3 separate regions of the Mus musculus genome follow, and all the other regions are linked to region 1. Evidence: chromatin contacts called from public Hi-C data. All regions are on one chromosome and are shown on one strand. Each heading gives the region's core, a stretch centred on a gene start, on an enhancer-like site or on the middle of the called end of the contact. The rest is flanking DNA. Distances are from core to core; before and after follow the strand shown. Region 1 overlaps Cacna1c (calcium channel, voltage-dependent, L type, alpha 1C subunit). Region 2 overlaps Cacna1c (calcium channel, voltage-dependent, L type, alpha 1C subunit). Region 3 overlaps Cacna1c (calcium channel, voltage-dependent, L type, alpha 1C subunit).

Region 1 (3,264 bases), core at 608-3,107:
AGAGAAAGCAGAAGCCAGGCACACTACAAGTGGCCAGGGTCAGAGGCAGATGAAGTCAGTGCGCAGTGTGGGAGGCATCCCTCCCCGATGGAGAGGCGTGTTTTATTGCTGACGGTATTTGGAACTTGCAGGATGCAATGACAACTTAAAAAAAAAGAAGACCCACACTTTTATTGGTTTTATTATTACTTTTAAACTCCCCATAGACAACAAGTCCCTAAAGACCATAGAGGACAGGTGCTCCATCAGCCCATCCCCTGGAGGGCCCTTAAACTCATGCATTGGCCTAAATGTGTTAGGCTGGACCACTGGAGCGGGACCAGCATCCTGCGGATAGGTTTATGAAAGGAGTCCTCCATCCCTGGGATATTCTGATAGAAGTGTGAGATTTTAAGGACTGCAGACTAAAGAGGCCAGAGAGAGGCTGCCGAGTCTGTCTATCCATCAAGGCATTCAACCCACCCCGATAGAAGGGCCTATGGTCTTGATTTTGGTAGCTTACTCCTAAGGCCTGGTGTTCCACCACCACCAGGGTGGCTGTGCTATGTCAAACTTACATCTGGAAGGCACAGAAGCCTGAAGAAGGAAGGGCAATAGCATCCTTGATCTACTAAGATGTGTGTGAATGTGTCCTCAAGCCCACGAGTGCACACTACCTATGCAAAGCCATGCACCTTGACCATGTGCATCTCCATATTCCCTCCATTGAAACCACTGGAATCTACACAGGCCACTCATCTATTACACCTGTTTGATTAGGGAACCTTAGGACTATTTCTCATCCTGCCTTCCCATGTAAGAGATGGCGACACTCCCATGCAACATGGGGAGACCCTGTAAGCCACTTTCAGATGGCACACAGAGCTAGAAAGAACTCTAGGAGTCACAGATGGCTTTCCACCTTTGTCCTCACTACTGGTGTGACTTAGGGGCAATTATAAATTGTCTATGAACCTCATTTCAGCCAGCAGCAGAATGGGGCAGAGGTGGCCACGGTTTTAAGTGAGCAGTGTCAGTTGCATGGATAAATGCGTACACGCTGTGCTTCTGAGTCCACAGTGTCAGTTACATGGGCAAAGATAACACTGCCTTTGTGCCCAGCATCCACGGCTGCAGTGAGAAAAGCAGTGTGCTTTTTGAAATGTCCTGGCTGTCACCCCGTAACCAAAATGACAGTTTGATGGATGCTGATAGTGTGAGTGAATAAAACACAGTATCTCTCTTTGGGAGAGACTCCTGAGCCACCTGTGAGCCCGTGAGCCACAAGGGTGGCACACTAAGATGAAATAGGAACAGCAACACTGTCTGAAAAAAAAAAGCCCAGCCTGGGTCCTGAGCCTGGCCAGTATGGTGCCCTCTGTCAGTAGCTTAGGTTACTGATCCCAGACTTCCAGAAAAAAAGAGAAGGAGGGGGAGGAGGAGGAAGGGGAGGAGGAGGAGGAGGAGGAGGAGGAGGAGGGGAAGAAGAAGAAGAAGAAGAAGAAGAAGAAGAAGAAGAAGAAGAAGAAGAAGAAGAAGAAGAAGAAGAAGAAGAAGAAGAAGAACTGAGAAGCAGAAGGCACCCCAGGGAGGGAGGGCACAAAGCACTCATGAAAGTCTTGCTTTCTGTGGAACCTCCAGCTACTGCTCCGGAGCTGAAATGCTAACTATGGGTTCCTAGGACAGCCCATTTAATTTCTCCTTTTGTTGGCTGGATCCCAGCCCTCCCTTCTCCTCCAGGCTCCTCCCCAAATATCTCACCAGCTGTGGAGTTGCCCCACCCCTAATTATTAGCCCAGGGCTGCCAAGCTGCAGCTCCACCCCCGCAGAGGATGGCAGCAGAGCACAGAATGTGACAATGGCAGCAGCAGGTGGCCCTTCAGAAAAGGCCAGATCCCCCTCTCTGTGATTACTGCCATCCATCTGCAGGCAGACAGGCCCTGGGCAACTCTGCTCCTAGGGGGTACTGTCCTCTCTTTGTGGACACAAGTGAGGACAGAAAGGTGAGCTAGGAACACACCCAGCCAGCCATAAAAGGCTGAGCCATCAGTCCAAGACCACGGTAGGTATCCTGGTTAGACCTCAGTGCCAGAGTCTTCAGAGAACACTGAATAGAAGAGTTCAGCCTTCCACGGCTTCCCCGGGGCAGAGGATTCCTGGGACGCGAATGGTCCCTATTGTGACACAAAATGCCAGTGCCTCTTTGCCTGTCACAGAAGGGCAAGGCGACCCCTTTAAGAAGTGACAGGAAACTCCAGCAGTATCCCAGCCATCCCAGTGTATCTGCTTCACTCCGTCCTGTCCCTGAAGTAGCCACCGAGCAACTGCTCGCTCACCTATTGTTGGTTGAGAATGTTGTATATCCCCGCATTGTGCTGTGGGTGGGAGCTACAAGATCTGAGAGGCCTTACCCACTCCGTCCATCTCCAAGCACAGATCTCCTGGGAGCATCATACACGTGACTTTATAGAGACTTTGTGAGCCTGACAAGGAATGCTTTCCTAAACGGAGCTCAGACTTGCCCCAAGTCCCCTGGCCTTCTGATCCGGTGTGTTCTCTACTGTAGAATGCTTTCTGTGGGCACACAGACTCCTCTTCCCCAAGTAACAGCAGGGACTAAGGGGCAGCTGTGGCGGTGGGTTCTCCGTGAGCAATCTTTGCAGTTTCTGTGACGTTTATTAAAACAGCCACTGGAGGAGAGCTCTGTGCTGAGGCGGGTGGTGTGAGGGAATGACCGATACTCTGCTTCCCTGCCTGGTCTGACTCTCCACTCTTCTAGCTTGCTTGTTTATCTCATCCTTCTCTAACAACTTAAGGTTGGTTTAATCTATGGTCCTCCCAGGTGAGAAGGGCCCTGTTTGTCTTCATTCCTCTTAATCTGGTGGCCTGTGCCAATACAATACTCTCTGCAGTGTAGGCAGCTGGAGTCACTACTGAGCCCTGGCCGGCAGTGAGGCCGGGGGAATCTTGTTAATTACAGCTTCACTGGGCTGGTTAGACTCTTGTCAACTTGACACAAGCTAGGGTCATCTGGTAAAAAGGATCTTCAATTGAGAAGAAGGCCTCCATGAGATTAGGCTGTAGGGAAGTTGGTGGGAGACATTTTCATAATGAGTGATTGATGTAGGAGGGTCCCAGCCCAATGTGGGTGGTACTACCTCTGATCAGGTACTCTTGGGGTATGTAAGAAAAACAGGCTGAGAATCAAGTCACAGAGAGAAAACTAGTAAGCAGCACTCCTCCATGGTCTCGGCTTCAGTTCCTGCCGTGGCTTTCCCAGCTAAA
Region 2 (3,472 bases), core at 755-3,254, 170 kb after region 1:
AAAATAAAATAAAATAAAATAAAATGGGAGGGTTTGAGTCTCTTCTTGGAGTCTTAAGCCAATTCTCTGCTTTCTCTCCAGATATTTCTTTTACCCTTTAGGTTAAACTGGTGGAATATCTGAACATTCATTTTTAATAATTGTATTCTGAGCTCTTAAGAAGAAAAAATAAACATAAAATCGTTAGTGTTACTGTCATCAATACTAATATTAATTTTTACAGCTAAGATAATCCGGTCTTGATTCATTGCAACCATATGGTTCTTATTGGACAAGCACATTACTACTTAATTAGAGGACCAAGCGCTCCCGGTGACAAGACTCTGGAAATGCTCATCAGAGCTAACATTACATGAGACAGGACCTCTGGCTCACAGCTAGAAGAGCTGAAATCACCGCAACACTAAGCCTGGGTGGAGGCAAGCATCCCTTTGGCTATTCTACGAGCTCCCATGTGGAGACAGACAGCACATTTACTTTTCCATGCTGAAGTCTGTCCCACATCTGCTTCAGATCCGCACTATTACAGTGATCCACATGCTATCAGTTAGGGCGCTGCTAAACACTAGCAAATGACGCCGGCATTTACATGTTACAACACAACAATAGCTCTTTTCTTGCGTGCAAGTAAAAGCATTATGGCCGCCTGCAGGTTGGGCTTGCTCACCTGAGGGCCACTGTCTTCCCAATTCCCCTACACTATGACTTTCTCCCAGGCCTATCAAGTCCACACAGAACTCCCTCTTGAAGACCCCTATCCTATGTGGTCTAAGGTTCTCACATTCCTACCTATGTCCCACTCAGAACACTGTCTTCCTTATAGCACCTAGGGAAATTTGAAGTTGTCTTACTTAGTTAGGATGTTTGCTTCACTTGTCTTTTCTCTCTTTCTTCATAGTAAATATCCACCTTCTCTATATTGCTCCCCACTGCATGTCTGGCACTTACATTCCAATGAGCATTCAAAAGACATCCACAGGGAAGTGGGGGGAAGGAGTTGAGAGGGTGAGAGAAGCCCAAGGAATTTAAATGATATTCCTGTGGTCACCTACTCAGAAAGTGACAGAAGAGGGCCCCATTGTGGGATTTCCCCACTAGAGGAGCCTGCACACTTTCTTCATTGGCCAGCCATCACTCACTCAGGCCAGACACACTAGAGAGCACATGCTTGCTCAACTGGTGTGGTATCAGCTGTGCCGTCCCATTTGATATCTGGTTGGAATGGCTACTCATGAGAACAGAGGTCCCAGGCTTGGTCTCTCCGGGCCCAGTGTTCTTGGTTCTAAAGTAAGTTCTATTCCATCAGACCCACCTCTGACTTTGGCCAGACAGAGGCAGAACTTATGACCTCATCAGGTCCTCCTACTCCAGCCAGCCTTTGGAGAAGAGGCCAACCAGTTCCTCAGACCCAGGCCAACTCACCCAGTTGAGATATGCCAGGGAAAAGCTATGTGATGTAGACTTGTCCCCCAATGCCAAGGGAACCTCCCCCTGCAAGACAGGACTATCCGAGATCCCTGTCCCTGAGCTGGAGTTAGTGTCACTCTGGCTAGAAAGAGGCAACCAAATACTCCCTGGAAGCCCCTGCATGCCTGTCAAGCTCTCCAGAGCCAGAGGGGCCTGGCAAACAGTGCCAGCTTTCTCTATGCCAGGATACCCATCTGCACCCCGGTCACCTTATCTAGCCTCCAGACCATGGACTGTGTGGGCATCCAGTCCCCCAGCTCCCTTTCTACTGGATATGGAAGGAGGGGAAGCCAAGAGCAGGCCGAGTGGAACTTGAGTCTGCGTCCATTATCCACAGCTAGTAGGCTTCTCATACGCACTTGGCACCCCTGGGGAGTAGGAGCCAGGAGTCTTCTATCTCAACCCCCTAGCTCGCCAACCAGAACATGATGTCTTTAAGTGGTGACTCATGTTTGCAGTGAGAACTGACTAATTATTTTGATCTTCCTGAAGTCACTTGCCTCATTAGTGGATACTCTCCATCCTGGGCCAAGACCCAGCACTGAGGCAGGCTTGGCTTATTTAACGGAACACAGGGCGGGGCAGCCAGGCCTGTCCTCTCTATAAGTTGTGCATCAGTTCCAAGCTTTCTCTCTAAAGTGGGTGTTTCTCCTGAGGGCTTTGTCCCCAATATGAGGAAGAAACTCCTTTCCAAAGGCCCTTTTCCTGAAGCCCTGTTTAAAAGGCTGAGACTGAGCAAAAGAACCAGCTCCAAAAATGCAAAGACTCCTGAAATGATTCAGCCTTGCACAGACAAAAGTCAGGGCAGAACCAGAGACATAACTGCCAATCACAGCTGGGCCTGGGCTTCCATTTCCTAAGCATCTACTATACCCAAACATAATGCAAAGTGCTTGAGACAAAGGGACAAGAAAGCAAGCCTCGCCGGGCGTCGTGGCACACGCCTTTAATCCCAGCACTTGGGAGGCAGAGGCAGGTGGATTTCTGAGTTCAAGGCCAGCCTGGTCTACAGAGTGAGTTCTAGGACAGCCAGGGCTATACAGAGAAAGCCTGTCTCAAAAAAAAAAAACAAAACAAAACAAAAAAAAAAAAACAAAAACAAAAAACAAAACAAACAAACAAACAAAAACCCAGAAAGCAAGCTTTAACTCTACAAAAGCCTGGATGGGAGACTTCCTGCACCCTCCCTCCCACCTGCATTCTTCTGGGTCTCTCTCCCTCTCCCTAATCCCAGGAATCCACACACATGGGGCTCCGTGAGCAAGTGTCTGTTTCCTCAGTGCCCTTCCCCCAGTATACTGAGCAGTTTGTCAAAGCCAGGAAACAGTGCCTGGATCTGTAGGGGCTCTGAAAGGGCAAATGCGAAGGCAAGGGAACAAGAGAGCAACTTGGAAGAGATCTCAGAGCACAAGGAGAGGGTGGTCCAAGCAGAGGTCTGACTCCCTCCAGAACCACCAGGTTAGCAGATGTGTGCTGTGAGTGAACTTGAACATCCTATGCCACGGGCCCATTCTCCCACTTCTTGGTATTTTCACAAAGATCTAAGAAAATGGCCATTATGGAAACAGCAGACTGTGTAGAAAGGCAGACAGAAAATACTTAGCCTCAGGCTTCCCAAGAATAAGGAGCCTACCCTACCCAGCCAGCTGCCTTGTGAAGAACAGGACCATGGTACCTATGTCAAACTAGATGGATATTAGAGATACATTTTTAAACCATGTAAGAGCTCACTTAGTCAGCTCTAAAAAAGATGACATTTATGGAAGTAAAAACACAAAAAGGTAATTCACAAGACACCACCCTGGGCCTTGCCTTCATGGAGGGAAACACTGGCTTACATGTGTGTTAGCAGCAGTTCAGAGGGACCGTGTCACTGCCCCCACAGCCCCCATGTTAGCGTGAGCTGCTACTTTCCAAGGCAGCATCCCAGCTCTTTAAGCAGCCAAAGCCTGAACTGCCACCAAGATGGAGCAGACCAGGGTGTTAAAGACAGCTGGTGACCCTC
Region 3 (3,349 bases), core at 136-2,635, 240 kb after region 1:
ATTGGTCTCTGCATTTCTTCTTATAAACACGGTTTCTATAAACATCCGATCTTCGGGGGAACTGCTTAGCAAACCAAGTGAGGTTGCTCCCATAAGCTCATCCCCATAGATGCTTCCGTACTCTCAAAGCATAGCCACTGTCTTACCACCCTCTCAGCATCCCTGGGATGGAAACCTAAGACTTGCTAAAGGCCTACGGAACATAGCTCCATCCTTCCAGTCCTAACACTCATACCTAGCATATGCCCAGAAGGAATGGAGAGAGAGTGTGTTATTCTTAGGATGAAGACGAACCCTGGGCAGTGTGAGCTGAGCACAAAGGAGAGGAAGTCCTCCCGTGGCAGGAAGTGAGAAGGTAACGCTTGGGAGACGGCTGATTTGGCACCGCTGAGAAAGCCAGGGTGCGGGGCTGCTTATAGGACCACAGGCCAGGGCTGGGTCAGAGGTTCCACATGGCACAGGAGATGTAGCTGTGAGATCACAGAGCGTGGGGCCAGGGCTAAACTCTGGCATAAAGCCCAGAGCCTAAAGCAACTTCTATTCAGTACAAAGGGTCCAAAGCCTCTTCCTGCCTGCCCAGGGAAAAGCAGGAAATATGGACAGACGGATATTAACTTGGACTTTTTCCTGCCATCTCAGAGTCCTAGATAGAGTTCCAAACCTAAGAACCGTCAATAGCATGCTCCTCCTATAACAGAGATACCAGCTAGGTACCTTGCTACAGGACCAGAGGAGCTGAGATAACCCTAAGACTATCCCACTATCGGCCGCACAATCTATGTAAGCACAGAGCCAGAGACATGGAAACCAGAAAGCACGAAGTATGGACTCAGACAGCCTTTCCTCTGGCTGCCCACAAAGGTGGGTCTCTTTAGGGGCTCGGATGATGTGATGAACAGGCTAGCCTCTCAAGCCCTGTATGACACCCACAAGCAACAGAACCTGTAACCTCCCGGTGTAACAGAGCAGAGCATACTCCTGATGCACTTCTGTCTAACATGCTGACTCTGGAGGAGGCATCTAAACCAAGATGGTACCTGTTTTCTACCTAGAGAATTCTCCACAGGGCTCTGGCAGAGCACGGAGGGAGGGTAACAATGGGAAACTCGGCCTGACTCTGAGTTCTAACTAAATATGGTGTCCTACACCGGGCCGGGTGGATGATACAAGAGCCGCTGGCTCCAAGCCACTGGAAAGTGTTCTTCCCAAGAAGGCTGCCTCTCAAGAAGAGGTTGCAAAAGTGAACCAAGCTCTGCCAGAGACTGCATCACCGTCACCATCTCGGGATGGGGGGGGGGGGTGTCTCGGCAATGTGAAAGAGTCCAGGAGGAGCCTTCGGAGAACTCACAAAGATGCCCTGAGGAAGTGCTGGTGTGGGCTGGCTAACAGCAGACAGATGGCAGCCAGCCAAGGTCAGGCAAGAAACAACACCAAGGGAAAGCTCTCTGGCCCTGGTTCCTCTGCATCTTTCCCCTCTCCCTAAGTCTGAAATCCTCGGCACAAGAAAGAGGCAGAAGGGGGTAAAGAGTTCTGGTCCTTTTCCTCTGCCCAATTCTGAAGCCACAGAGAAGGAAGAGCCTCTACCCCTGCAGACTAGTGGAGCTATTAGCCATAAATGCATCCCAGTTGTTGAGATGAGACTGCTCTAAAACCTAGATGTGAGTAGGAACTGAAGCCAGTGAAGATCTTAGCAAAGTCCAGGAACGGGGGTCCTATGGCGTTAATGTGAACACAAGCATCAAAGCTTAGGCGACTTGGGGACCTACACTGAACTTGGTTATTCCACACATGCTGACCTGGTCTTACTGGGATCCTGTGGGGTGAAACTTACAGCACGGGTGTGCTCTAGCACTGAAACTGGGAAGTAAACATGGAAGAGAGTTTCCAGACGGGGGAGAGGATCAAAAATGCCCAGTGGAGTCTGATACAAAGCAGCAACAGCACAATATGTTCAAAATTCAAGGTGCCTCGGACTCTATGGGGCAGAAATAACAGGGCGGGAGGGATCTCCTCAGCGCGTTCATGTCACACAAGGAAATGACGCATAAGCTACAAACATCCATGGACTCAACAGCAGAACTGCTGTTCCCCAAGAGCCAGGCAGGGCTCACAAGACAGCGTGTCCTGAGTGATTGAAAATCGGGAATACGGAGTGGACGCATAAAGAGGAAACACTATATAACAAGTGTGAAAGTGGACCTTTTAGGAACAAAATGTCATTAAAAATAAAAACTTACTCTAAGGCGGGGAAACCTGGTAAATTAGAAGGCAGAGGTGAAGAAGGCACAGTCATAGTAAAGAGAAACAGTGAGACACAGAACATAAAAGAGTGTTTAAGGAAAAAGGAAAATATAGACTGTTGTCTTGGTTTCGGTTTTTGTGGGTTTAGGGGAGAGATTGCAAGGCAGAGCTGTTCCTGAGAAAGGTCTTGCTAAGAATGAAACCCAGGCTGGCCTACAGTTTATAGTCCTCCTGCTCACCCTCCAGAGTGACCAAGATTTCAGGTGTGCACCACCACACCTGGTCAACATACAGTTTCAGGAGAATAAAACCATCTAAGGGGCAGGCAATGTTTGATAAGATAATTACTGAAACCAATTTAGACATTCCACAATATATGTGGCATGGATACACTATATTTTACCCACTAATAAGTATACATTTTATAAGAAAAATAGATAATGGTAGAATTTACCACTTGCCAAGTCCAAGCAGGCTGTTAGCAATGTCTATGTGTTTAATACAACACTATGAAACTGTATTATTACCATGAGGACAAAGACAGTATCTTTTAAAATTTCAGAATAGTACTGACAGCAGACGTTTCATGTAAACGACGGGGTACAGAAAACAGCTATCTTTAAATTGATGTAGAATAATTGGTGACACAGTTATACACCTGCCTAAACCATTATCAGTGTAAATAAGCCTCTGGGCCAGGTAGTTCAGGCCTGTAATCTCAGCTACTAAGGAGGCTAAGACAGGAAGAAGCCAGCTCCAAGTTCAAACCCACCCTGTCTCAAAAAGAAAAAGAAAAAAGGAGGGATATGGGATATGGGGGGGTGTGCTGGGGATATATCTCAGAAGTAGTAGCCACACACACATGCACACACATATACCTGCACACACACAAACCTTCATATATTGGGTATACTGAAGGGGTGTGTGTGTGAGAGAGGGGGTGGATTAAGAAGAATCCAGAAGGAAGAAATACAAGATACAGGAAGTCATCCTCCCTAAGACTTTCTAAGAAGTGGGCGTGATTTCTTAGTCACCACTACTGCAGATCTGAATCAACATCCCTCAGTAGTTTCATACACAAAGCTACAGAAATATGAGTCAGGGGGAT

The links. A called contact is a pair of places that touch in the nucleus more often than the background predicts.
Region 2: a Hi-C map of the N1E-115 cell line shows a contact between it and region 1, with 3 times the contacts expected there. The contact joins two enhancer-like sites. A contact is called at or near these places in 2 of 39 promoter capture datasets (the 3T3-L1 cell line and hippocampal neurons) and 3 of 484 Hi-C or Micro-C datasets (the HL-1 cell line, the N1E-115 cell line and trophoblast stem cells).
Region 3: a contact with region 1 is called in a Hi-C map of the N1E-115 cell line, with 2.7 times the contacts expected there. The contact joins two enhancer-like sites. A contact is called at or near these places in 10 of 39 promoter capture datasets (the 3T3-L1 cell line, the HPC-7 cell line, the SN4741 cell line and 6 more), 8 of 484 Hi-C or Micro-C datasets (3T3-L1-derived adipocytes, the N1E-115 cell line, cerebral cortex and 4 more) and 1 of 115 datasets of contacts at active chromatin or transcription factors (embryonic basal ganglia).

What each region holds. Positions count from the first base shown.
Region 1 is chr6:118,844,239-118,847,502 of GRCm38.p6, forward strand. The region is part of intron 3 of Cacna1c (calcium channel, voltage-dependent, L type, alpha 1C subunit); the gene reads right to left. 1700080F18Rik (a long non-coding RNA gene) reads left to right here. Exons shown (of 2, transcript XR_003956354.1): 1 at 1-2,041. Among named protein-coding and RNA genes, the nearest start is that of 1700080F18Rik, 5.3 kb to the left of the region's middle. Within about 2 kb of position 1,858, at least 34 of the 459 cell types and tissues checked have an H3K27ac peak or open chromatin away from gene starts, as enhancers often do. A contact at or near this core is called in the N1E-115 cell line, where this site is marked.
Region 2 is chr6:119,017,212-119,020,683 of GRCm38.p6, forward strand. The region is part of intron 3 of Cacna1c (calcium channel, voltage-dependent, L type, alpha 1C subunit); the gene reads right to left. Among named protein-coding and RNA genes, the nearest start is that of Gm50599, 4.3 kb to the left of the region's middle. Within about 2 kb of position 2,005, at least 14 of the 459 cell types and tissues checked have an H3K27ac peak or open chromatin away from gene starts, as enhancers often do. A contact at or near this core is called in the N1E-115 cell line, where this site is marked.
Region 3 is chr6:119,088,081-119,091,429 of GRCm38.p6, forward strand. All of the region lies in intron 1 of Cacna1c (calcium channel, voltage-dependent, L type, alpha 1C subunit), which reads right to left. Among named protein-coding and RNA genes, the nearest start is that of Cacna1c, 19 kb to the right of the region's middle. Within about 2 kb of position 1,386, at least 34 of the 459 cell types and tissues checked have an H3K27ac peak or open chromatin away from gene starts, as enhancers often do. A contact at or near this core is called in the N1E-115 cell line, where this site is marked.